Regions from separate parts of the Mus musculus genome. Here regions 2, 3 and 4 are each linked to region 1. The links are chromatin contacts, called in public HiChIP or PLAC-seq and promoter capture Hi-C maps. All regions are on one chromosome and are shown on one strand. The core of a region is the stretch at or near the end of the contact, and the rest is flanking DNA. Distances in the headings are between cores, read along the strand shown. Region 1 holds the start of Camp (cathelicidin antimicrobial peptide). Region 2 holds the start of Epm2aip1 (EPM2A (laforin) interacting protein 1). Region 3 holds the start of Prkar2a (protein kinase, cAMP dependent regulatory, type II alpha). Region 4 holds the start of Celsr3 (cadherin, EGF LAG seven-pass G-type receptor 3).

The links. Promoter capture Hi-C pulls out the DNA fragments that hold promoters and counts their contacts. HiChIP or PLAC-seq counts read pairs in DNA pulled down with a chosen protein or histone mark.
Region 2: a promoter capture Hi-C map of neutrophils shows a contact between it and region 1, with 3 times the contacts expected there. The contact joins the promoter of Epm2aip1 here to the promoter of Camp in region 1. A contact is called at or near these places in 5 of 39 promoter capture datasets (the 3T3-L1 cell line, liver, neutrophils and 1 more) and 2 of 115 datasets of contacts at active chromatin or transcription factors (double positive thymocytes and regulatory T cell precursor).
Region 3: a contact with region 1 is called in a promoter capture Hi-C map of the HPC-7 cell line, with 4 times the contacts expected there. The contact joins the promoter of Prkar2a here to the promoter of Camp in region 1. A contact is called at or near these places in 4 of 39 promoter capture datasets (the HPC-7 cell line, hippocampal neurons, liver and 1 more).
Region 4: an H3K4me3 HiChIP or PLAC-seq map of embryonic forebrain shows a contact between it and region 1, with 8 times the contacts expected there. The contact joins the promoter of Celsr3 here to the promoter of Camp in region 1. A contact is called at or near these places in 6 of 39 promoter capture datasets (cranial neural crest, embryonic stem cells, hippocampal neurons and 3 more), 2 of 115 datasets of contacts at active chromatin or transcription factors (embryonic forebrain and pro-B cells) and 2 of 9 other capture datasets (adipose tissue and liver).

What each region holds. Positions count from the first base shown.
Region 1 is chr9:109,845,707-109,852,490 of GRCm38.p6, forward strand. Camp (cathelicidin antimicrobial peptide) reads right to left here and starts at 3,750. Exons shown (of 4, transcript NM_009921.2): 1 at 3,537-3,750; 2 at 2,895-3,002; 3 at 2,686-2,757; 4 at 1,671-1,875. The coding sequence starts at 3,728. The coding sequence ends at 1,729.
Region 2 is chr9:111,269,042-111,275,825 of GRCm38.p6, forward strand. Epm2aip1 (EPM2A (laforin) interacting protein 1) reads left to right here and starts at 2,804. Exons shown (of 1, transcript NM_175266.4): 1 at 2,804-6,784. The coding sequence starts at 2,920. The coding sequence ends at 4,740. Mlh1 (mutL homolog 1) reads right to left here and starts at 2,567. Exons shown (of 19, transcript NM_026810.2): 1 at 2,368-2,567. The coding sequence starts at 2,483.
Region 3 is chr9:108,688,466-108,695,249 of GRCm38.p6, forward strand. Prkar2a (protein kinase, cAMP dependent regulatory, type II alpha) reads left to right here and starts at 3,678. Exons shown (of 11, transcript NM_008924.3): 1 at 3,678-4,247. The coding sequence starts at 3,992.
Region 4 is chr9:108,822,668-108,829,451 of GRCm38.p6, forward strand. Celsr3 (cadherin, EGF LAG seven-pass G-type receptor 3) reads left to right here and starts at 3,378. Exons shown (of 36, transcript NM_001359572.1): 1 at 3,378-6,784. The coding sequence starts at 3,653. Gm35025 (a long non-coding RNA gene) reads right to left here and starts at 3,453. Exons shown (of 2, transcript XR_871161.3): 1 at 1,815-3,453; 2 at 456-1,698.

The DNA of each region.
Region 1 (6,784 bases), core at 2,500-4,999:
CCCTTAATGCCCTTAGAGACCTCTGGAGCCAAAGCTGCAGTTTCTTCAGTTGGCTTACTGGAGCAGTAGCTCAGGCCCAGCACTGACCTCTAAGGCCACTCACTGCAGTCCTGAAGACAGGATGCTGTCTGGTGATGCAGAAGCCAGAGGGCTGGTCTTCCTAGTCCCCTTGGTCCCACAAAACTGACTCCCACAGTGTCCTCTGACATCCATACACATGCTGTAGTATGCAAGTATGTGCAGCCATGCTCATACACACACACAAGAACTGAAAAACAATCCATAAAAAAGAAAAATAAATAAATAAGGGTTGTGGCTGACAAGATGGCTCAGAGGTTAGGACCACTGACTGCTCTTCCAGATGACCTGGATTTGATTTCCAGCACCCACATGGCAGCTCACAACAGTCAATCTGACACCCTCTTCTGACCACAGGCACATGTATGGTGCACGACATACAAGAAGATAAAACAGATAGATAGATAGATAGATAGATAGATAGATAGATAGATAGATAGATAGATAGATAGATAGAATAACATTTAAAGTGTTTAAAGTACATTGATGGAATTGATCATGGTGGCACCTTTAATCTCAGCTCTGGGGAAGAACAGGCAGGAGAATTATAAGTTCAAAGCCAGCTGTGTCTGCATAGTGAGGCTCTGTTTCAAAACAAAAACAACAAAATCCTCAGGAGAGTGTACAAAGAGCTGATGACACCAGCTTTGGAAACTAGGGACCTTTTTGAATATATATATATATATATATTTGGTTTCCTTTTGTTTTTTTGAGACAATGTTTCTCTGTAGCCTTGGCTTTCCTGGGACTATCTCTGTAGACCAGGCTGGCCTCTACCTCTCCAGTGCTGGGACTGAAAGTGTGCACCACCACCAGCATTCCTAAAAATATTTTACCTGACAGTCGTACAGATGTTAGGTCAAACATAGGTAAGCAATAAATGGATGTTTTTGGGACTGGAGAGATGGATCAGTGGTTAAGGCACCCGCTATTCTTGCAGAAGACCCTGGGTTTCGTTCCCAGCACCTACATCTGGCAAGGGGACTTGAGGGCTTCACAACTGCCTGAAACTCTAGATCCAGAGGATCTGATATCTCTTCTAGCCTCTGCAGGGAGCAGCATGTGTGCAAACACATAAATCATTTTTCTTTTTCTTTCTCCCCCCCCCCCTTTGGTTTTTTAAGACAGGGTTTCTCTGGTTGGCTCTGGCTGTCCTGGAACTCACTCTATAGGCCAGACTAGCCTTGAACCCAGAGATCCACCTGCTTCTGACTTCCAAGTTCTGGAATTAAAGGTGTGGACTACCCAGCTAATAGATTTTTTGCAGGGGTCGGGATGGGGAATGGGTTTCAAAACAGGGTTTTTCTGTGTATCCTTGGCTATCTTACAACTTGCTCTGTAGACCAGGCTGACCTCAGACTCAGAGATCCACCTGCCTTTACCCCCCAAGGTCTGGGATTAAAGATGAGCACTCCCACTGCCCAGCTATAAATGTAAGTGGAAGACTTGCTGTGTGCCTTACATACACCTCCTGAATGGACAGCTTTCTTCCTCTTTCTCTCACACATAGAGCACATAAGATTATAGCATGTACATGGGCTCAGAAAGCCTCCACAGTTAAAGACTAGATGAATACAAAAGCCACTGAGAGAAGTTTCTTTTACCAAGTTTATTATTTTAGGAATCCAGAAACAGGCCAAGGCAGGCCTACTACTCTGGCTGAGGTACAAGTTTCTGAAAAAAATTCTTAATTTTCTGGCCAATTTTCTTAAGCTTTTCACCAATCTTCTCCCCACCTTTGCGGAGAAGTCCAGCCAGCCGGGAAATTTTCTTGAACCGAAAGGGCTGTGCACCAGGCTGTGTACCAAGAAGAAGTGGGTTTCTTGTGAGGCTGGTCCCAGGGCCACCCAAGTTCCTTCCCCACCTAGACCACACTTCTGGGATACTCCAAGAGCCTCTAGACCCTTTTCAGCCTTTGGGACACGCAGTTGGATCCTTAACCTCAATAAAAGATGAGAACTCGGGGTCTGGGAATAGCAAGGGGCTCCCAAGGATCTGAGAAAACATACTTTTTTCTTTCTTCTTTTTTTTTTTTTTTTTTTTTTGGTTTTTCGAGACAGGGTTTCTCTGTGTAGCCCTGGCTATCCTGGAACTCACTTTATAGACCAGGTTGGCCTCGAACTCAGAAATCCGCCTGCCTCTGCCTCCCGAGTGCTGGGATTTAAGGCGTGCGCCACCGCGCCCGGCTGAGAAGATACTCTTAAGAGAGTGCTCTGTGCTTCAGCGGAATTCGGAATATCCAGCAGGTTGTGTTTGATCCCGGTGAAAAAGTCCTCACCCTGGAGTCCTAACAGTCTTAGCGAGGCCTAAGAATCTGCATCCCTAACTATCTGAGTTCCTATGTAGCCATGTCTGGCCTGGAATTCATTATGTAGATAAGGCTACCCATAGGGATCCTCCCACCTCTGCCTCCCAAGTAAGAGCCAAACTTTTGAGAATCGCTACTTTAAGGGATGACAGAACCAGTCTTAAAGTTCAGGCTCAAGGGAGGAGCCAAGGGGGTTGGGGGGGGGGGCTCTTCTTTCTGCTCTAGGTAGGAATAGGAACTAACTGGTCCGCAGGATAACCCGTGTTCCATCCCCTCACCGTGCCCTGCATCCTACTCACCTCGTTACAGCTGATGTCAAAAGAATCAGCGGCCGGGTTCAGGGTGACTGCCCCCATACACTGCTTCACCACCTTAGAAGGGAAAGCCCATGGTCAAACTAGAATTCATTTGCCATAAGCCCTAAACCCTAGTCTACTGGATGGAAGTCCCTGGGGACTCCTTGACTAGTTCCACAAGAGGGACCCCCACCCCCAGCCCTCTGCCTTACCCCCTGTTCCTTGAAGGCACATTGCTCAGGTAGCTGCCGCTCTGCCTTGCCACATACAGTCTCCTTCACTCGGAACCTCACAGACTTGGGAGTATCTGGATCCTCGTCCTGGTCAGGAGAGAAAGTAAGGAGACTCGTCTCAGGCCCAGTCTCAACTTCAAGGATCGGTTTCTTGACGCGTACCAACATGGTGACCCTCCATCACCACGTGCTGAGTGCTGAGACAGGATCGAGTGCTGAAGTACAGAGGGAAGAGAAAAGGAGCCCCCTCCTTTCTCCCCCCACACACAGTGAATGGGAACAGCCCTCAGCCAGCTATAACGCAGAGCAGCTCCCCTTCTGGAAAAGGACAGGGTCTTAGAGGATCAGGCACGTCCTTGGGAACCTCAAGGCTAGGTAGGGTTCCTCAATGGATATGGAAAAACGAAGAGCAAAGGGAGCCAATCCCAGAGCTAGTGATTCTGCCCCCGACGCCCCTACCCCCGTCCCTGGAATGGAAGCCCCAGGCATCTTGTGCCACAGCAAGTATCCCAAAGGCTGAAAGCCGACAGCCTGGAAAGAGGCACAGATTTATGGAGTTTCTCCTGAGAAAAGGAGAGACGACGCTAAAAGGATTAGATCTTGGCTCTTCCTCTGCCTCACCCCTTGGGGCTCAGGATCCAGGTCCAGGAGACGGTAGAGATTGGTGTCTAGGGACTGCTGGTTGAAGTCATCCACAGCTCGGAGCACAGCATCCCTGTAGCTGGGGGTCTGGGAGAACCCCAGGCCCAGTAGCAGCAGCAGTGATAGTGACCGCCACAGCCACAGGGAGGGGACGTCCCTCTGGAACTGCATGGTTCCCAAGACTGCCTCCTCCAGGCCAGGAGAGCCTCATTTATTCTCATCCTGAACCTGATCCAGCAAAGTTTCAAACAGAAGCCTTCCTGGCCCACCCTGCCCCTGGCTGCCGGCCAGGGTGTGGGGGGGCTAGCGCTTGCTTCAGACTCTCATTGCCTCATGAGACTCTGGGCAGTGAGTGAAGTCAGCTAGCCTGCCAAATGAAGAAATAATTTCCCCATCTTCCTGAGATGGCCTTGGCTTCTCCTGGGCCCCAGAGGGACTATCATATCCAGTATTGCTCAACGGGGTAAAACCCCAAGAAAGGAAGAGAGCCAGTGACTGTCTATTCCTTAGGAGTGAGCCTAGATTTAGTGTTCACTATTTGACTCTCTGGACATTTGAGTAAGTGACAGTGGCCAACCCAACCAGAGACCCTGCCCCACCCCACCCCACCCCCATCCCTCAAGAAAGAAGTTGTCCCTGCCATTCAAGGCCTGTTCTCTGGCTCCGATCCTCAGGGCAGTTGAAGGGTCTGGAAGCACAGGGTCAAGAGGAGGTTGAGACTGGTAACCAAGCATTACCACGTCCTAAGTGATGTGCTAACCAGCCTGTACCAATGTGAACAGTTTGTATGGTGCTGGGACTTGAACCTGGGGCTATGCTTCATCATGGAAGCATGACGGCATCCATGGTACCAATCATGGCTTTCTAGACACATCACCTAGTCCAGCAGCAGCAACCACACCTCTCCTGGATCCTTCTCAGCTGCCTTTCTCAAGACAAAAATGTCCCTATCCTCCTGTAAATGTGGCCTTTAGCCAAAGCCCGGACTACACTGACTCAGTATTTCTGACTTGTTCTTTCCCTTAAAACCCCTGCTGGCCAGGCTTTTCTGGATCCAGTGACTACCCTCAAACTTTGTCTTACTCCATGAGAGCTTAGATTACTCCTCTGTCTCAGGGACCTGTCCCTGCCCTGTCGCCCTCGCTTTGCCTCCAAGGGCTGTTTTCTTAACATTAGAGCTTGAGGGTTACATCTTGGGCCAGTTCTGTCCCTAGGAGTCAGGTCTTCCGAGGCACAGCACCTCTCAGAACATAAGTTACAGTGAGTCGGCTCACAATTGACTGTGAACTTTAGCTCTAGGGGCCCCATTGCCTATGTGACCTGACTCTCTGAGTTCACGGTTCCTATAAATGCAGGAATGGTGGCTCATGCCTATTATGTCAACTGCCAGAAGCCTGAGGCAGGAAGACAACTGTGAGCTCAAAGCCTTACTGGGCTACCAAGTGAGACCCTATTCCAACCCCCCCCCCAAAAAAAGAAATGGGCCTGGGAATATAATCAGTCATAGAGTGATTGACTACAACATACACAGCCCCAGGTTCAAATCCCAGCACCACATAAACTGTTCACGTTGGTACAGGCTGGTAATCGCATCGCTTAGGAAGCGTAGACAGGAAGACCAGAACTTCAAGGTCATCTCTAGCTACATCAAGTTTGAGGCCAACTTGGACTGCAATGAAAGCCTGCCTCAGAAGTAAATAGATACATAGGTAGATAGATAGATAAATTAACATTTAAAGAAATACGTGTCTATGTGAGTGTGTGCCATGTAAATGTGGGTGCCTGGAGCCAGAAGAAGGCAATGGGGCCCCTAGAGCTAAAGTTCACAGTCAATTGTGAGCCTCTCGATGCTGTTAATAGAAACCTACTTGAAATAATATCAAGTGCTGCTTAGCACTGAGCAACCCTCCAATCCAACTTTTTTTTTTTTTTAAGCCATAAGAAAAAAAAAAAGATTCCCATGGGGCCTCGTACCTGATTGCTTAGTACCCACTGCCTGAGTCCAGATCTCAAGGCCAGAAGAGCGACCTAATGATTCCTTCTTCCTCTGGGGACACTCCCCCCTCCTCTCCCACACCCCCACCTGGCTTCGCCCCAGCTTTCCCTCACCTGAGTTGTTATCAAAATCTCTGGATTTCATCTCCCCCAATCATAGAAATCCTCGACACAGCTGGCCAGGGGCTCCCTGACGTCACTGGCGTGGCCATTGGAGCTCCTACTGTCAGCAGCACATACGCCTTCTAGCTCACATCAGGACCTGCGTCCTTCTTTTTTTAATTTTTGTTTTGTTTTGGGTTTTTTTTTTTTTTTTTGGTTTTTGGGTTTTTTTTTCGAGACAGGGTTTCTCTGTGTAGCCCTGGCTGTCCTGGCACTGACTCTGTAGACCAGGCTGGCCTCGAACTCAGAAATCCGCCTGCCTCTGCCTCCTGAGTCCTGGGATTAAAGGCGTGCACCACCAACGCCTGGCGACCTTCTTACCATGACCCTCTTACCTGGAGTCCTTCTTACCATGACCCTCTGCACTTTCAGGTGCCAGAATGCCACACACACCAGCCACTCAACTCACTGCTCTGTTCACTCAGCTTCTGGGTTCCAGGTTTCATGTGGTGGCTATTTCTGTTTATTTGAACTACTGATGCTAAAGTATGTAAGACTGCACTATTTCAATTAAAGTTTTCAGTTTATATTTGGCCTCAATGTAGTTGTAACATTAGGTTGGTCATTTTATTTTATTATTTTGAGACAGGATCTTATGTAGCCCAGGTTAACCTGAAAGTCAATTTTGCTATCACACTAGCTTTTTGTTGGTTTGTCGTGTTTTGTTTAGTGTAAGTGTGTATGTGTTTATGTTGGTGTGTTCGCGCGCGCATGCCGTGTGTGTATGTGTGTGTGTGTGTGTGTGTGTGTAGATTGTTTACATGTGACTCTATGCCCATGAGTACAGCCAATGCTGCCCCCGAGGCTGGAGTTAGAAGTGGTTGTGAGCCACATGGGTGCTGGAAATCAAACTTGGGTCCTGTGCAAGAGCAGCTTATGCTCTACCATTGAGCAATTCCTCCAGCACCTATTGAATCATTTTTTTTAACTGTTTGAGACTATAAATTTCTTGTAGACCTCCACTATCCACACAACCATAAACATCACTTTCCTGAACAAAGGAAGAAAGTAAACATAAGGAATCCAAGGGACTGGAGAGATGGCTCAGTGGTTAAGAGCACCAACTGCTC
Region 2 (6,784 bases), core at 1,554-4,053, 1.4 Mb after region 1:
CACTGTGATGCACATACTGTGATATCAACCACTGTGATGCACATACTGTAATATCAACCACTGTGATGCACATACTGTGATATCAACCACTGTGATGCACATACTGTGATATCAACCACTGTGATGCACATACTGTGATATCAACCACTCTGATGAACATACTGTGATATCAACCACTCTGATGCACATACTGTAATATCATCTACTCTGATGCACATATTGTAATATCAACTACTCTGATGCATATACTGTAACATCAAATTTCAAACAAACACAGTGTTTGACTTGCATGCTTTCTCTGTCTTACAAGCTCAATGTGGGTACTGTATGAATGTACACCCTGCGTAAGTGGCAAGGACAGAGCACATTTCTGTCCCTGTAGGGCAGTCCTTTCAGCACAAGTGTCTCTTACTCTCATTTCAACTACGTTTACTGTTATAACAACTCTAATCAGTCTCTGGTTTCTAAGTGACTCTAATAAACATCATTTAAAAATGCAGTTTTCCTCAACACATTCATGATGAAGCAAAGAAAAACTGCCATGCAGAAATTTCTTTAAGAGACTTAAGGAGCTGGAACCTGGAGAGATGGCTTAGCCATTAAGAGTCCTGGCTGCTCTTCCAGAGTTCATTCCTAGCATCCACATGGTAGCTGTAGCTCCAGCTACAGAGGACCTGACTCCCTCTCTGGTCTCTGAGAGCAATCGATGTACATGGTGCAGAGACATACATGCAGGTAAAACATCCCCACAAATAAAATGAAAATTTAAAATGAAAGAAGATGCTAATAGGGACTACAAAATGTCTGAGTGGGCGAAAGCACCTGGCACCAACCAAGGACCTGAGTTCAATCCCTGGGACCCACATGATGGAAGGAGAGAATCAAAGTTGTCCTCTGACCTTCACAAGTGTGTTGTACACACAATCCCTATCACACAAATAAGTAAACAAAATAAACTAAATTAAAAAGAGGAAAATATCTTTAAAAGAATGAAACTCTTGTATTTTCAGAGCAGCCTATGCTCATAGAATATCTACCACAGGAAACAAATTTGACCTGGGGCTACATGAAAAATGGAAGCTTTCAACTCCTCTCAGGAAAATGCCTTTTTTAAAAACAAGAAGCCAGTAAGTTACTTAAGTAATAAACTTTTCTTAGCACCTCTGTATCAAAAACCTCGACTTAAATATTTAAGTAGGATCTGTGCATAATCTCTGCTTGCATGCGTTGCTATGCTACTTTTAAGCTTAGTTTTTTATTGTAGGTGATTCAGGCATAGTACAATTAAGTGAACAAGTTCTCCAGGTCATCCTAACACAGTAAAAGCAAAACCTATCCTAGGGCAGCCTATTGACACCAAATCAAATGTCCGAGGGCTCCCTGCTCCTTCCTCTGGTTATCTCTTCAGTTTCCTTTCCTCCCTGTGGCAGTGGTTCTCAACCTTCTTAAAACTGGGACCCATTGTTACATTGTGGTGACTCTTAACTATAAAATTATTTTGTTGCTACTTCATAACTGCAATTTTGCTATTGCTCTGAATTGTAATGTAAATATCAGAATTTCACGATGGTCTTAGGTGACTCCTGCATAAAGGTCTTTGGACCCCAAAGAGGGCCTGAGGTCATTTATCTCAGTGTCATCGTTCTGAATGCTTTGTCTTTTCAGTGCACTTCTGAACATTTGTCTTCTTTGGCTTTCACAACCATCAACTGATATTAACACAAAGTCCTTATGTACACAGTGTCCTTTTTGAACTTATTTGGTGGTGTGTCTACTTTGGGGTATACTATTCACTGTGCCTATTAAAGGTTAAACAGTACACGTTTAACTTCTCCCCTCCACAACCTGACGGGTCTAAGTCTCAGATGCAGGTCTAAGTCTCAGACTAGGGTCACTCACTAATTTGACAAGAGGAGAGTCAGAAAAAAAGCCCCATGTCCTGATACGTCTGAATAAAACTCAGAAGAAACTGTGCCTTGGATGTGTAGGGATTATTCCGGGAATGAATGATAAACCTAAAATGGCACACTCTGAAGACTGTTTCTCTTCCACCCTTACACATTCACACATCGTCAGCCGCGCATCTTCGTTGTATGTAACGTGGCGGCGAGCCGCATACTCCAGGAAGATACCATTAAACCAATACCACGCGTGCTTCCCCTACTTGCGACCCAAACAGGTCTCGCGCAAGTCGTGAGGACCTTCGGCCGTGTGCATAATGGGAAACCAGCCTGGCACGCGCAGGGTCCCTGTGCCCGATGCCCCCACGGTCCCCGTGCTCGGTGCCCCGCACGGTGGCCGACTGCAGCAGGTGGGTCGGCCCGCCCCGGCTCTCAGTCGGGGAACTCGGCTCCGCTCCCTCCGTACCAGTTTTCTATCATCTCTTTGATAGCATTGGCCGGCCGCTGAATGACTTCCCCCGCCGCTATGCGGTTCACTACCGTCTCGTCCAGACGCCGAATAACTCCTGCTACAAACGCCATATTGGCGCCCGAGTTCCCAGTCAGCCAATCACTCGAGCTCCTCACGCTCAAGTTCTTCCTTCAGCTTCGGCCGACTGCAGTCCTGCGCCGTCTTCCCAGCGGCAAGTGCTGATTGGGCAGCATGAATGCCAGTCAAGCGCTTTTACACGTCAGTTCCTGGGATCTCTGTCCCGCTCTAAACAGCGGCCCGACACCAGGCTAGAAGGCAACGCGCTTGCGCGTCAAAGTTCACGGTCCGCTCTTCCTATTGGCTCATTTCTGAGAGCTGAGGGAATACGAAATCTCCAGCCAATAGGAACGGAGGTGCCCTGGCGGAGGCTGGTGCACCCCTGCTCGGGTGATCTGGCGCAGAACCCAGGGGGTGCTTGGCGTTCGTCGGGCTCCTCCCCGTTTGCTGCGGCCTCAGAGCTCGGCGTTCTCCTGTGGCCTCCGCAGAATGTGGATGACGCCCAAGAGGATTAGGATGGAAGTCGACGAGGCTCTGGTGTTCCGGCCCGAGTGGACCCAGCGATACCTGGTGGTGGAGCCTGCGGAGGGTGACGGGGCCCTGTGCCTGGTGTGTCGCCGCCTGGTCGCCTCTACTCGGGAACGCGACGTGAGGCGCCACTACGAGGCCGAGCACGAATTCTACGAGCGGTTTGTAGGGGACGAGGAACGCGCGGCCCTGGTCGAGCGTCTGCGGCAGGGTGACATGTCTTTGGCCGCCGTGCTCACTCCGGAGGAGAGAGCGACCCGGGCAGGCCTCGGCCTCTGCCGCTTCTTGGCCTTGAAGGGTCGCGGCTGGGGTGAGGGTGACTTCGTACACCAGTGCATGGAGGTGTTGCTGAGAGAGGTGCTGCCGGATCACGTCGGCGTCCTGGAAGGCATTGACTTGTCTCCAGAGATCACACGGCAGAGGATTCTGAGCATTGACAGCAACCTCCGCAGCCAGCTGTTTAACCGAGCCAGGGACTTTAAGGCCTATTCCCTTGCTTTGGATGACCAGGCTTTTGTGGCCTATGAGAACTACCTGCTGGTCTTCATCCGTGGCGTCGGCCGCGACCTGGAGGTGCAAGAAGATCTTCTGACGATTATCAACCTGACTCATCACTTCAGTGTTGGGGCTCTCATGTCGGCAATTCTGGAAGCCCTGCAGACAGCAGGGCTCAGCTTACAGCGAATGGTTGGACTGACCACGACCCACACTTTAAGGATGATCGGCGAGAACTCCGGACTGGTCTCCTACATGAGAGAGAAGGCCGTGAGTCCCAACTGTTGGAACGTAATCCACTATTCGGGATTTCTTCACTTGGAACTGTTGAGTTCTTATGATGTTGATATTAATCAGATCATAAATACCATATCTGAATGGGTAGTTATGATTAAGACCAGAGGTGTTAGGCGACCGGAGTTTCAGCCTCTACTAACTGAGTCTGAGTCAGAGCATGGTGAAAGAGTTAACGGACGGTGTTTGAACAACTGGCTGAGAAGAGGCAAAACGTTAAAACTAATATTTTCACTAAGAAAAGAAATCGAGGCGTTCTTGGTCTCAGTGGGGGCAACAACAGTTCATTTCTCAGACAAGCAGTGGCTTTGTGATTTTGGTTTCTTGGTAGATATTATGGACTATCTTCGAGAGATCAGTGAAGAACTGCAGATCAGTAAAGTCTTTGCTGCTGCTGCCTTTGAACGCATCTGCACCTTTGAGGGTAAGCTGAGTTCACTTCAGAGACATATGGAGGAAGTAAATCTAACAGACTTTCCTGCCTTCAGTATAATCGTTGATGAACTTAAACAGCAGTTTAAGGAAGATCAAAAAATATTTGATCCTGACAGGTATCAAATGGTGATCTCCCGCCTACAGAAAGATTTTGAGAGACATTTTAAGGACCTCAGGTTCATTAAAAAGGACTTAGAACTTTTCTCAAATCCATTTAGCTTTAAACCGGAATATGCGCCTATTTCTGTAAGAGTGGAGCTAACAAAACTTCAGGCCAACACTGACCTGTGGAATGAGTACAGAGTCAAAGACTTGGGACAGTTTTATGCAGGACTGTCTGGTGAAGCTTACCCAATTATCAAAGGGGTTGCCTATAAGGTGGCATCCTTATTTGATAGTAACCAGATCTGTGATAAGGCTTTTGCATATTTAACTCGAAACCAGCACACATTGAGCCAGCCACTGACGGATGAGCATCTCCAAGCACTGTTTCGAGTTGCCACAACTGAAATGGATCCTCGTTGGGATGATCTTGTGAGAGAAAGAAATGATTCGTAAGCCGTTGTGGTCCAAGAAGTTGATTTGAAAAGGGAAAATTAATTTGATTTTTCTTTCACATTTCCTCATTTGGATGGTTGGAAAGCATTGAACTTACTACAGATGTTCAAATTGATAAGCATTGAAATCTTTCTGACAAGTTGCCTTTCTCCATCTCATTTGGCAACATGGGACTGACTGAAGCATAAGAATACCACCTTTAAAAAACTTAGTTTAATGGAAAAGTCATTGTTCTTTCCTTTTATTATTACTGATTTTCAACAAATTTAGTATTGATATTGTCAGTTGAACTAGAAGTCTGGTTTTAAAATGGTTTAAAGATATATGCCAAAAGTTTCAGCTCTTATTTTGACACAGTGGAAAGTGTGACACGTGGTTTGAAATGACCAACTCCTTAAAAGTGTATTTGAGCCAGTTTACAGAAACTCACATATCAAATTAAGTTTCTGAAAAGGAATAGCATAAACACAGTGGAGGTATTTTATCTAGATAACAGAATTTAAGATTATTTTTTAAAGCATATTTCTAAGTAAATACAATCCCCCCATCCCCACCTACCCAGTTGATGGTGACATTACGGATGGAGGAAGTAATCAATTTGGTGTTGGAGCAGCAAGAATTATTTTAAATTCCTGATTTAGGAGTTTCTTACTATCAGGAGTTAAGAATAACCAATTATTGGTGGTTTGCTCCTTATTTTTTCACAGCTGGAGCAATTTTTTCAGCTCATCTATCAAAGGACCATGGTAAGTATGGAATCTTGATCACTGCCAGTCAGTAATTTTTTTTTCCCTGCTCTAGACAGAACTTTGGCCCTATCCAAACAGTAAAGGGGAAAGACTTTTACACTTCAAGATCAGGAGTTCTGAAGGTTTTAGCTCGTTTGTCTTATCTGCATGGGTATTCATGTTTTATAAGGAAACCATGCTTAAGGGAGACACTTTATTTTGAAGTGATGAGTCAGATTTTGTTAGGTGTAGGAAATGGATTTATTCTAGAATTTAGAACTGTCTCGCACATTGAGTAGTTAAGACAGTGCACAAGTAAAAATATTTAAATCTCAAGAAGCAACCTTATCCACAGACTGTAATAATTCCTATTTCTGGAGACATTGGTTTTGTGCTATGATGTTATCAGACTTTCTAACTGTGGAGAAGACAATCTTAAGGTAAAGCTCAACCTGAAGCCTGATCTAAAAGCAGCACTGATTTGTAACTCCTCCTCGTGCAGTTTACAAGCTGATGTGCTCCGTTCTGTCTTAAATACGGCAGCACACTGTCGTGTTGCACATTCGAGGAACCTTATTACAACCAAGCGTTTGGAAGGAACTGATGCTTAAGCCACACGAGTCTAAGAGCCAAAGTTAGATCAGTGGTTCTAAACCAAAGGTAGAAGCCCTTCCTTCCAGAGAGTGCTGGAAAGGGTTAGGGCACCTTTGTAGTCCTGGAGGGTTGTGCTGGCAGGTAAGCCAAGAAGAGCTCTCCTTCCTATGGTGGTCAGACAGCCTGATGCCATGAAGAGTCATCCATTACTCCCAAAGTGCCAGCACCTCCCCCTCCCCCACCAAGCATACATCATCTTACTTCAAAGGACAGGAAACAATCTCCAGCGGAAGCTGATGGTGTATACTTGATAGGGAAGCCTAGTTCCAGCAGTTCAGAGGAGAAAAGCTAGTGTCAGATTGACATTTTCCTTATCAAAGAATGAGCTTAAGTACCTGGAAAATGAGTCTACTGGTAGTTTCCCAGGAGCTTTGTGGATTACCTTTCACAATAAATACGTAAAATACTTTTATTATTTGAGAGAATGATTGGAAGTCCTGAAAGCTGCTTCTACTTTCTATTTTAGTCCCCTAAATATTAATATCTTGTGCATTCTATCAAGTTCTTGTGTTTTGCTTAAGGTGATAATAAAGCTAGTTTGCATCATGTAACCACTGTGTGAATATGGGGGAGATATAAATAAGCTAAGGGATTTTTTTAAATTAATCCTTAGCAAGTTTGCTGTAACTAGTCTTATTTTTTGTTTTTTTCTTCGTTTAAGG
Region 3 (6,784 bases), core at 2,428-4,927, 1.2 Mb before region 1:
GCTTAAGGAGCTGGACTGTGGGATGTACCACAGTCAGAGCGGTGTCAAGCATTTTCAACACGGCATAAACTGAACATAATAACACATGCCTGTAATCCTAACTCTCCAGAGGTGGGCACAGGAGAATCAAGAGTTCAAGGTTGTCACACGGCCTCCTAGTCAGGTTAAGTGGGTTGTTTCTGCTGAGTTCTCTTAGTAGATGAAAGGTATGAGGTAAGTAAGCTGGGACCTGGGCCAAGGGCAAGGCTTCAAGGAGTATTAGCTTCTCTTTCCCTCGGGAAGGGGGATGGTTTTAAGTAAAGGGAAGCCGGACATGGTGGCACACGCCTTTACTCCCAGCACTCGGGAGGCAGAGGCACGTGGATTTCTGAGTTCGAGGCCAGCTTGGTCTACAGAGTGAGTTCCAGGACAGCCAGGGCTACACAGAGAAACCCTGTCTCGAAAAACCAAACCAAACCAAACCAAAAAAAGAGTCTAAGAAATTCACTATTTTACTGGAAACAGCAGTTGGTACCCTGCCTAAGTTTGCTTTCATCAAAACCCTCCCTGCTGTTGGTGCTAAACTGCCTGTGTCCCTCCTCTGCAAACTGTGCATGGCAATTGTAAAAGCCTATGAGAACAAGCCTCATTGTATTCATATCTGTATCTGTGGCTGGTGGTATGGTGGTCTAATGATGTTCATTACCTGAGGGTTGTGAGGAAGACAACATGGGATGAGGGGCCTCATCTGCTGGATGGCTTTTGCTTCTGAAGGTCTCCGCTTTAGGCCTTTCCACCCACCATTGTCACTTGCTCTTAGCAGCTGTTTGTCAGTGGTGGGTTTGGTTGCCATGGTAACAGCTAGTCCTGTAGCTGGACAGGCTTGGATGCAGGCAAGATGGCATTCAGGACAAAGGTTGAAGATGCAGGGCTTAGATCCCTGATGCTCTCTTGTTACAAGGCCTTTCAGTTAGCATAAATGGGCATTCATGACAGCCATTGTTCCTGTAATTATTGAAGGACAGGGAAGAGAGAGACCCTCCCTTTGGAAACCTAGAAGTGAGGGAGGTAGTCAGATTGGAACTACAAGCTATTTAACTTCACTGTGAATCTTCTGTATGGAGGAAGGTAAGGAGCAGCTAGCTGTAGGGTGTCTAATTTCTGTTCATGTCAGTCCTTTGAGGATTTTGTTGTGGCTAAACCCATTTAGGCTTGGTGCTAAGTACAACCTCTATTGCTGAGTCACAGCCTAGTCCCTCTTTAAAACAATTGCTTTTAGATTTATTTATATGGATGAATGTTTTGCCTCCACGAATGTATCTTCACTGCATCTGTTGAGGTCTGTATCCTTTGTAGTTCCCCTGGAACTGGATAGTTTGTGACAGTATGTGGGTTCTGGGAGTCCAACCCAGATCTTCATGAGAACAACTGTTCTTACCACTGAAAGAACATCTCCAGCTCTAGCCTGCTTTTTTTTTTTTTTTTTTTAATTTAAGATAGAGATTCCTCTGTGTTGCCTAGGTTTGTCTTAAATTCCTGTGTGCAAGAGTGATTTTTTTTCCTGCCTCATTCTCCTGAGTAATGGGATCTACAAATGATGTGTTACTATACTAGGTTAGGGTGCCCTCTGAATGCTGTCTGTTGGACAGATGGATGGTTAGGCTGTGCTGAATCTGTTTAACAGGTCAGGAAAACCAGACTGTTTCTGACAGAGGCCAATAGGGTTTCAGTGTACCGGGAGACCCTGTCCACACCCAACTCTGTCAACAACCTTTCTCTTCTCTATTTTGTAATTGAGGTCAGAGTCCTAACTCTTCATTTGCCTGTGCCCCATTTAAAACATGTAAGACATGATAATGTGGGAAGACTGGAACTTGGAGTTGTGAATTTACCTTTCCACAAGCTTGGCTGTAGGGTTGCTTGCAGAGAGGCAATTCCCTTGGTAATATGGTGCAGTGGTGGGGGGGGTCACATCTAGGTTTTTTGGATTGTAATGGCAAGATTTGAATCCTGGAAAACTTTTAAGAGTTGGCTAGACTGGGCCGTGGTGGTGCACATCTAATCCCAGCACTCAGGAGACAGATCTCTGAGTTCAAGGTCAACCTGCTCTAAAAAGTGAGTTCCAGAACAGCCAGGACTACACAGAGAAATCCTGTTTTGAAAAACCAAACCAACAACCTCTCCCCTCCTCCCATACCCCCCCAAAAAGAGCCAGTCTGCTCAAGAGAAGACCCATCTCCACTGTGTTGCTTTGCTTTTTTGTTTTTGATTTGAGATAGTTTCATGTAACCCAGGCTAGACTTGAATTATGTAGCAGCTTTGAAAGAAATGATACATATTATGAGACTGAAGTCAGGAGAGCAGTTTCTGCTTCTTTTGTTGCTGAAATGTATCATTTGTTCCTTCTTCATTCATTCATTCATTCATTCAGTCTTCACAAGTATGCTGTCAGTGCCTCCAGCCAGCATGCTGGATACTGCTTCGCCGCCACTCAACATACATTCAGGGACACATAGCTGTTTGTAGTCTCAGGTCTACCTAGCTTACAGCCTGGACTGGCCCCTACATTGAGTACCTCAGTAAGGTGTTCCCCTGTCACCATACACAGCTCAGTTCCCAGCAGCCTGAGGTTTTGGGTTTGTGCCAGGCCTTTATGGGCGGTGCTAGTGGAGATCTTAATTAATACTGGTTAATTACCAGGTGGTGCTTAACAATCCCAATACCCTTCAGGTTCCCAAGCTCACGAGTTGCTGGCTGGTTCCGGCAGGGAGAGGGAGAACAGTATTCTCGCTGGCTCTTTGGCCAGCACCTAGGCTGGATATTCCAGAAAGGTCTGTAACTTCTTTTGTTCAAGTTTGGTGACAGGAGGAAACAAGTTGAGGAACAGCAGGTGCCTCTCTAGTTCACCTCTGCCCTCTTCCCAAAGGCAAAAGACAACACGGTCTGTGGTCTGCTCAACTTCACCAAGTAGTGTGGCCCAGGGTTGAGTGGGGAGGAAGGAGGACTCTAAGTCTAGGCCTGAAGACCAAGATGGAAGTGTCCAAAAGGAGGAACAAGCCCCGAGGTCTGTCCAGCTCCTGGCATTATTCTGCTTTCTTACTGCCCACAATCGGCTGAGCGAGCTCTTTCAGGGTTATTTCTCTGCTTGAGGCTCACAAGTGACTATCTCACTGAAACTTTTACTTCCTACAAAGCCTTCCCCCTTTGACATCTCACGACGTCATATTAGACTCCTTAGGACCTCAGGCAGTCAGGCACGCATCGTTCTACCTGTCAGTCAAGGTGGTTCTTCTGACTTGACTAGGTCTTTGTTCCTGTTGTACAGGACTTTCCTCCAGATCGTTCTCTGGGCAAACCTGCTCAGTACTTTAGGCTTAGCATTAATGTCGTTCCCTAGAGTAAGCCCTCTGGCCCTCCACTAGAGCAGGGGTCAAGGTGAGGTGGTCCTGTGTCACTTCAGTGACCCTGGCACTCCTTTAAGAGGCTCGCAGCATGCTCCGAAAGCATGAGTGAAAGGTTTTTGTGACCAGGCGAGACGCACTAACCAGCCCGCCTCGCAGCCGGGCCACTCTTTCCTCATCTCCGGGGCCTCCCGCACCTTGACCATGGGCTGCTCCGAGAGCGGGAGGCTCAGCGGCGCACGCGCACTCTGGGCCAGCTCCTGGCCGGGGACGCGCACGCCCGCGGCCGCGTGCGTCACAACCCGGGCGCCTGCCGCGCCCGTCCAGCTTGCCTGCCCGGCGGTCCCCGCGGCGGCGGCGGCGCGGCGGCGGCAGCGGCGGCGGCTGCGGCCGGGTGACAACAGCAGCGGCGCCAGGCTGGCTTGCTAGCGGAAGGGTCGCGCGGCCCGCACAACAAACTCAGACCCGGCCAGAATAAGGCGCGACGCGAGGAAGGCCGAGACGGGCCGCGCGGGAGACCGCGGGCGCGGAGTGACAGGCCGGCGTGAGGGAGCGCGCAGGTTGCAGCCGCCGGCCGCCCGGACCCGCCGGGCCCCTCGGACGTCGCAGGCATGAGCCACATCCAGATCCCCGCGGGGCTCACGGAGCTGCTGCAGGGCTACACCGTGGAGGTGCTTCGGCAGCAGCCGCCCGACCTCGTCGACTTCGCGGTGGAGTACTTCACACGCCTGCGCGAGGCCCGCCGCCAGGAATCAGACACGTTCATCGTCTCCCCGACGACCTTTCACACGCAGGAGTCCAGCGCAGTCCCCGTCATCGAGGAGGACGGGGAGAGTGACTCGGACTCGGAAGATGCCGATCTGGAAGGTAGGCGGGCGGGGCAAGGCCGAGGTGCGATGTGGGCACCGAGTGAAGGGTTCAGGGAGGGACCCGAGGGCCGACCAGGGGTGCCCTGGGCTCGGCTCCCGGCCTTACCCTGGGCCGAGACCCGAGAGCTCTCCAGCCCAGCTGCTTGGGTTCCCCGGCGTGTGAGCATTCCAAATTGAGCTCCGCGGTTCTCTGAGCCCGAGCGTTCACGGAGAGTGATTTGTCAGATTCTGCCTTGAATGAAGCGTGCGCGTTCTTTGGTCCGCGTGGTGGCGCGGAGCTTGAGTCGGTCCCGCCAGAAGCTGCTCTGCCTCTTTGCCTTAGACCCCATAGCCTGCTTGCTTTCCGAAGACAAGAGCACCAGCACCCGGCAGCTCGCCCCGAATAAACCGGATGATCATTTCATTTGCAAAGAATTCCGTTTTGGAAGAGTTATTGCTGAAAACTGTTGGAGACGAGGCCGATCGCCTTGATTAAGCAGGAACTCAGTAGGTAGTTCAAGCTGACCTCGAACTTGGGGTCAACTATCTACCTCTGCCTCAATGAAAACCTTATAAGCATACACATAAGAGGAACGATGAGCTGAGCCCCTCCCTAAATGCTGTCACTCACATTCAGTAGCTGAACCTCCTCCCCCAATACTGCCTGCCGCTCACATTCAACAGTTATCAATATTTTCACTATTGTTTTACCTATATATATATTTCCTCTCTCCCTTTGCTCAAGTATGTAAAGGAAATTTCAGTTATGCCATTTTATTCGTGTCCAGTTAATTATGCGTTCCTCCTTCTCTTCCTCCTCCTCCTCCTCCAAGTTTCGATATGGTTAAAACAATTGAATCAAACTGGCGAGCATAATCAATACCTCGATTCCAGTGTTGATTGCAGGGAAGTATACAAGTAACATTCTACTCATTTGATTTAAGTAAGACTGTCAAAGAGCAATTTTATTTCCTCGGTTGCTTCCACTTATGCTTTATTAACATAATAGAGTTAGCCTGCTTTAATTGTTTTAATTTTAATTAATCCCCCCCCCCTTTTTTTTGAGACAAAGTCTCACTGTGTAGCCTTGGATGATGTAGACCAAATTGGCTTTGACCTCATGAGATCTGCCTGCCTCTGCCTCCTGAGTAGTGCTGGGATTAAAAATGGGCAATCTATGCCCAACACCGGCAGATTTATTTTTCTTTATGTGTTTGTCTATCTGCCTCATGTATATGCATACTATATTAGGCAGCTCTCAGGCCAAAAGAGGATACAGATGGTTGAAAGCCACCATGTAGGTGCTGGGAATTAAAACAGCATTCCTTAGAAGAGCAGCCTGTGGCTTTAAGCACTGAGCCATCTCACTAGCCCTTTTATTTTCTGTTCCAGCGCTGAGCCTCCCTTCAGAGTATTAATGAGCGCAGGACTCCCACTTGGAATAATAAACTCTGGAGTTGGATGACAGCGATGGCTATCTTTTTGTCAGCTTTGCTGTGTTGCAAGGTTGTTTGCAGACTCCTGGCTCCTGCCTGCAAGTGTTCTTCCCTCTTTAACTTTTCTTTGGTTGCCTTCTGCTTTTGGTTGGATTTTGTACTTGCAACTGTTCCTTATTTGGCTATGCTACATTGTATCAGCGGTTAGTGGTCATTTGGAGGTTTCTACTTTGTGGGTAGAGGGAATGTGCTGCTCTAGACTCTGGGACAGGGTTACTTTGTAGGTGTGTGTTTCCATTATTCTTGAATCTATACCCAGAAATACTAAGCCCTCCCTCCCCCTTTTTTTTCCTTATAGATAGGGTTTGAGAACTGAGCTCAGGCCTGAACTTTGTATTCTTCTGCCTCAGCTTCCCCAGTGCTGAGATTGAAGATGTGCATCACCACTCCAGCCCAGGCTCCTCTTTTTCTTCTTTTTAAAGATGTATTTATTTTATGTATATGAGTACACTTGCTGGGAATTGAACTCAATACCGCTGGAAGAGCAGTCAGTGCTCTTAACCACTGAGCCATCTTTCTAGCCCTCTTTTTTTTTTTTTTTTTTTTTTGACAGGGCTTCTCTGTGTAGCACTGTCTGTCCTGGAACTCACTACTTCCTGAGTGCTTGGGTTACAAAGTGTGGGGCATCAGATCTGGTTTTCCTCTTTAGGTTAGTCTTATGGGTTCTGTTCTTTGGGGTCAGATTATTGAGGCTTCTTGTCTGTTGGCTCCATGACCATAGTTAGTAAGTGATTTCTCTTTTTGTTTCCAATCCAAGTGTCTAAGGCTCAGTGTATCTGCTTGCAAAACAAACATTACCTGCTTGGTAATGTTCCAGAGTTGTTTTGTTTAGATCCTCAGATGGTTCTGAGTTTGGTTCATTTCGGTGCACACCAGATTTTAAAAGTGGCTTGTAGACTGGGTGTGGTGATGTACACTTGTAATCCCAGCGTTTGGGAGGCAGAGGCAAAGGGTTTCATAAATTTGAGGCCAATTAGCTCTACATAGTAAGTTCAGGCCGTCTGGGGCTACATAACAAGACCCAAAAGAGAAGGGGGGGGGGAATTTAATAAAATGATTG
Region 4 (6,784 bases), core at 2,128-4,627, 1.0 Mb before region 1:
AGGAGGCAAGCAGGTGGATCTCTGAGAGTTCAAGGCCAGCCTGGTCTACAGAGTTCCAGGATAGCCAGGGCTATACAGAAAAACTCTATCACAAAACAAAACAAAACAAAACAAAACAAAACAAAACAAAACAAAACTAATAGGTTCTCTAAACAATTGGTCCATTTCTCCAGTCCCATGTCCAACAACTTTTTAAAGCTCACTTTAACAACTTCCTTTTAGTGAGGCTGGAGTTAAGAGCATTTGTTGCTCTTGCAGATTGCCCAGGTTTCAGTTACCAGCACTCACACGGCAGTTCACAGCCATCTGTAACGTTACCTCTTGGGGAATCTGATGCCCTATATTGACTTCTGCACGCACCAGACACATGTGTGGCACATACACGTATGCAGGCAATACACTCATACACATCAGACAAATCTAATACACAAGCAAAATGACAATCACCTTTAGTGTCCCTTGGATTTTTAAATTTTATTTTTAGAACAGGCCCTCAGGTAACTCTGTGTCTGAAGACCTTGAACTTCTGACCGTCCTTCCTCTACCTCCTGAGTGCTAGGATCCCAGGCCTGCCTGCTACAGCTGGTGTGTTCAGGGCTGAGGATCTACCCCAGGGCTTCAGACAGAAGCAAGCACTCCACTAAGTGCTCACCCTTTCTTTGGATTTTTTTTTTACTTACACAATCATATTGACTGTGGACACGATTTTTCCATCTTAACCTCCATATTCTTTTCAATTGGTTTTCTTGCCCTACCACACTGATTGCCTAGGTCCTCTAACATACTAACGCTGTGGCCATGCATGTAAAATGAGACCAATTAACACAATTATGTGTTTTTCCACAGCAGTCCTCAACAGCTCCACATGTGAGATATAGTATGTTCTACTTTGAGTTTGGTTATAGCCCAGTGAAAAGCTGAGGAGATACAGCCAGTATTCTATGTGTGCTTGTTTTGTTTTGAGACAGGATCTTACTATGTAGCGAAGGCTGGTCCCAAACTCAGAGATCTACCAGTCTCTGTCTCTTGGGTGCTAGGATTAAAGGTCTGTGACCCCACATCAAGACCAGAGTCTCTCTTTTGTTTATGGTGCTGGGGATTGAGCTCAGGGCCTTGATGTGCAGAATGTGCACACATTCTACAAGGAAATTCTAACAGAAAAGATAGGTCCCGTGAAGCTCTCATCACTACTGTCTGGTCTTGCCTCACATCAAATCTGCGTCTCTGAGACCTGCGTAGACCCTGCAATTGGAACTATTGAGAAGGCCACCTGGAGGTCTTACTTGTTCCTAGGAGGTAGGGACAAAGCTGGTCTTGGAAGCAGAGGGAGGAACCAACAGCATTTCATTTGAAAGTGTGGATGGTTGTCAGAGGACAACTTTGTGGGGTCGGTCTTCCACTCTTACATGGGATCCAGGGATCAAACTCGGGCGTTCAAGCTTGGACACCAAGCACCTTCACCAGCTGAACCTCCTTTAGGCTCCTCATTTTTCTCTTTCCAGGAAGTGCATTGGGAGCGACTACTGTGGGTTGGACACAGAAGTGAGGATATGTGAGAAAACAAGGTGAGGGAACGGCTTACCAACAGCAGCCACAAACGGGGGAAAAGTGGGAGACAGTCTCACGCCCGCAGCCGCCTCGAATGTCGTCTCTAGTAGACGCCACGGAGACGTCAAAGGTGGAGGCCAGTCACCAGCCCTGCATGAGGGGAAAACGGAACGATTTCCCTCAGCCAAGGTGCCTTACTTAACACATCTGCCCACGCGGCAAGAGCCGGGATGGCATCCTAAAAGTGCTGCTCAGGCAACTCGTACCGGAAGTCCAGATCCCTAAGGTCATTCAGGGGTCTCCTCTGTGATTCCAGCTGGTTTCCTCCTTGTTCAACCTGAGATTTGCGCTTTCCACTAGCTAGTCTGTGGACCCACAGAGCGGCGGGCGCTTCAAAACCAGGTCCCGCTCCTCTCTTCTCTAGTCAGGAACTACAATCCTACGGAGTACTTTCTTTAGTGCCGCTGTACATAGTCCACCTACACGCACAAATGGTGTATCTGTCACGGAACTCTGACTTGAGTCTTAAGACTTAACGACCCCAAACACTACAGCTGATACCCATGGGTCAGATCACAGCAGCCTCGTCCAGTGCAACCCGAGTGAGCCAAACCTCCCCGAAGCAAAGAAACCCAGGAGCGAGAGAATGCGTTGATTGGTTGCTGGTGATGTCATAGCTACCATTTGGGGGCGGGCCAGAGGTCTTGGCCAGGAGTTCTTGGACTGTTTGAAGTAGTAACCACTCAGCCGGGGGAACCGCACCCAGGGCAATGTTCTGGGGTCCTAGGCCTGACTCCTGTCTCGGTGTCAGAATGAATGAGTCCCCTGCACCTTGCGTTGCAGCTCATCACCGATGCCAAGTTTGGAGGCTGATCAATATAGCGCGTCTTTTGGATTATTTCTGCTGGCTAGCGTGGAACCCGCGAGGCCCTCCTACCTCCCGCATACAATGGAGTCCTCCGAGAGGGGCGGGGTCTCCCATTGTGCCAATAGAAACAATGACACTCTAATTGGAATGCGCCGCCTTTCTCTAGGATTCTGTGACGTCTGTTGCGCCACATCTAGCTATTGGTTGGTTGAGATGCGCGCGTGCCAGGAGTTGGACGGAAAGCTAGACTGGACCAGGACTAGGGAGAACTGAGCTTCTGTCGGGTTCTTCAAGGGGTTAAAGGATGCAGTTGTCGCAGGCGAGGGGGCGGAGATCTGAGGAAGCTGGGTCCACAGTTGTACAACCCTGGGTTCCACGTGGCATCTCAGAACACTGGAAAGAACCATAGCCTAGAGAGACGTGGTGTCTCTCCCAAGTCTGGGAGACCGCTAGTGACTCTCGTGGCGGAGAAGAGTTGGCTTCTCTTCCTGTCTCAGAAGGGTCGTTTTCAGATCCTGTTCTGTAGGAGCAAACAAGGAGATTTTTGCGACATGTTTCTCATAAGTTAAACTTGTTAATAAACAGTTAACGCTATTGTTTGAACCAGGCCGGTGTCTGGCCATTATTTTCACAGTCCCAGGATTCTATATGGTAACCCTTCCCAGACCGATGACAGCACATTTTCAAACCAAAATGGGTGTTAGGGCTCGGAACTAGCGCTCTAAAGGGAGACGAGATTCTCGGTCTGAAGAAAGACTAGGAAGCCACGCTGGAATAGCGCACTAGGATGAGAGGGAGGGCGGTGGCAGAGTAGCGGAGAAACTCCCAGCTCCGTTCAGCACCGTGGGCAGCACTTCTGTTCTCAATAAAGATGGCGGTAACGGCTTCAGTCGCCAGAACTGCCATGCGCGACGGGCTGTACCACCAGGTTTGGGGCATCGGGGCGGAGGTGGAGCAAACCATCGGAGCGGCCGGGAGCCATGTTGGAGCGTCGGGAGGCGGCAGCGGCGTCGGGGATGCTGTGGTGGGGGCGGCAAAAGCCGGGGCCGTATGCCAAAGGGGCTCTGGCCGCGGAGTAGATGGTGCCCAGAGAGCAGTGGCGGCGCGGAGCGACGGGCAGAGGGGCGGAGGGCCGGGGCGGCGGCAGGGGCCCAGGAGGGGGCCAGAGCAGCGGGGCGGGCCCAAGGCCCGGACCCGGGCGGGGGGCGGCGGAGGCCGTGACGGGAGGCGGGGGTGATGGCGAGGCGGCCTCTATGGTGGGGTCTCCCGGGACCGTCGACCCCGGTACTACTGCTCCTTCTCCTCTCTTTGTTCCCTTTTAGCCGGGAGGAGCTGGGGGGCGGTGGGGACCAGGACTGGGACCCAGGGGTTGCTACTACTACTGGGCCAAGAGCGCAAATCGGCAGTGGAGCCGTAGCTCTTTGTCCCGAATCTCCCGGCGTCTGGGAAGATGGAGATCCTGGCCTGGGGGTCAGGGAGCCTGTCTTCATGAGGCTCCGAGTAGGTAGGCAAAACGCCCGGAATGGTCGAGGGGCCCCTGAGCAACCAAACGCGGAGGTGGTGGTCCAGGCATTGGGTAGTCGCGAGCAAGAGGCAGGTCAGGGTCCAGGGTATCTGTTATGTTGGCACCCAGAGATCTCCTCTTGTGGGCGGACAGGGCCTTTACGAAGAGGTAGCCTGCCACTCGATGCTCTGTCCCCAGGGGATTCTGATCTGAGGAACAGCTCTCCTCACCCTTCAGAACTTCTGGCTCAGCCTGATGGCTCCAGGCCAGTGGCCTTCCAGCGTAATGCTAGGAGAAGCATCCGCAAAAGAGTGGAAACCTCTCGCTGCTGCGGGAAGCTGTGGGAGCCAGGACACAAGGGTCAGGGTGAGAGATCCGCGACTTCCACAGTGGACAGGGGACCCTTTCGGCGGGACTGCCTCCCCGGCTCTTTAGGATCTGGCCTGGGGGAGGATTCAGCACCACGTGCTGTGAGGACAGCTCCTACGCCGGGTTCAGCACCTCGCGAGTCTCGGACAGCTCCCGGGCGCATGCGCTCCCGCGGTCTCTTCCGCCGCCGTTTCCTCTTTGAGCGCCCTGGGCCGCGCCCTCCCGGGTTTCCGACTGGTCCTGAAGCCAAGCAAATACTCTCAACTAACCAGGCTCGTCCTCGTCGTGCTGCAAACCGCCACCCGCAGTTTCCTCAATACAACTACCAGACACTGGTACCTGAAAATGAGGCAGCGGGCACATCAGTACTGCGCGTGGTGGCACAAGACCCGGACCCAGGCGAGGCCGGGCGCCTCATCTACTCGCTGGCGGCGCTCATGAACAGCCGCTCGCTGGAGCTTTTCAGTATTGATCCTCAGAGTGGCCTCATCCGCACGGCTGCCGCTCTGGATCGTGAGAGTATGGAACGCCACTACCTTCGAGTAACAGCACAGGACCACGGCTCACCGCGCCTCTCAGCTACCACCATGGTGGCGGTGACAGTAGCTGACCGCAACGATCACGCGCCAGTGTTTGAGCAAGCCCAGTATCGGGAAACACTTCGTGAGAATGTGGAAGAAGGTTACCCCATCCTGCAGTTGCGTGCCACCGACGGCGACGCGCCACCTAACGCCAACCTGCGCTACCGCTTCGTGGGATCGCCAGCTGTGCGCACCGCAGCCGCCGCTGCTTTCGAGATTGATCCACGTTCGGGTCTTATCAGCACCAGTGGCCGCGTGGACAGGGAACACATGGAAAGCTATGAGCTAGTAGTAGAGGCTAGTGACCAGGGCCAGGAGCCTGGGCCACGTTCAGCCACCGTGCGAGTGCACATAACTGTGCTGGATGAGAATGATAATGCGCCCCAGTTCAGCGAGAAGCGCTATGTGGCACAGGTGCGTGAGGATGTGCGCCCTCACACGGTGGTGCTACGTGTCACGGCCACGGACAAGGACAAGGATGCCAATGGTTTGGTGCATTATAACATTATCAGCGGCAACAGCCGGGGCCATTTTGCCATCGACAGTCTCACGGGTGAGATACAGGTAATGGCACCCCTGGACTTTGAGGCAGAGAGAGAGTACGCTTTGCGAATCCGGGCACAAGATGCAGGCCGGCCACCTTTGTCCAACAACACGGGCCTGGCAAGCATCCAGGTGGTAGACATCAATGACCATGCTCCTATCTTTGTCAGCACACCCTTTCAGGTCTCTGTTTTGGAAAATGCACCCCTGGGTCACTCAGTAATTCACATTCAAGCAGTGGATGCAGATCATGGGGAGAACTCCAGGTTAGAGTATTCTCTAACTGGTGTGGCATCAGACACACCCTTTGTGATAAACAGTGCCACTGGCTGGGTCTCTGTGAGCGGTCCCCTGGACCGTGAATCTGTGGAACATTACTTTTTTGGTGTGGAGGCTCGAGACCATGGTTCACCCCCACTCTCTGCTTCAGCCAGTGTCACCGTAACTGTGTTGGATGTCAATGACAATCGGCCTGAGTTCACCATGAAAGAGTACCACCTTCGGCTCAATGAGGACGCAGCTGTAGGCACCAGTGTGGTCAGTGTGACTGCGGTAGATCGAGATGCTAACAGCGCCATCAGCTACCAAATCACGGGTGGCAACACTCGGAACCGATTTGCCATCAGCACCCAGGGTGGTGTGGGCCTGGTGACACTGGCTCTGCCGCTGGATTACAAGCAGGAACGCTACTTCAAGCTGGTGCTTACTGCATCTGATCGTGCCCTTCATGACCACTGCTATGTGCATATCAACATCACAGATGCCAACACACACAGGCCTGTCTTTCAAAGTGCCCACTACTCGGTGAGCATGAATGAAGACCGCCCAGTGGGTAGCACTGTGGTGGTCATCAGTGCTTCTGATGATGACGTAGGTGAAAATGCCCGCATCACCTACCTTCTGGAAGACAACCTGCCCCAGTTCCGAATTGATGCTGACTCTGGGGCCATTACGCTGCAAGCTCCATTGGACTATGAGGACCAAGTGACCTATACACTGGCCATAACCGCTCGGGACAATGGTATACCACAGAAAGCAGATACCACCTACGTGGAGGTAATGGTAAATGATGTGAATGACAATGCTCCTCAGTTTGTGGCCTCTCACTATACAGGCCTGGTCTCCGAGGATGCGCCACCTTTCACTAGTGTCCTGCAGATCTCAGCCACTGACAGGGATGCCCATGCCAATGGCCGCGTCCAGTACACTTTCCAGAATGGGGAAGACGGGGATGGGGATTTTACCATTGAGCCCACCTCTGGCATTGTCAGGACTGTGAGGCGACTGGACCGGGAAGCAGTGCCAGTGTATGAGCTGACTGCCTACGCAGTGGACCGTGGTGTGCCCCCACTGAGGACTCCAGTCAGCATC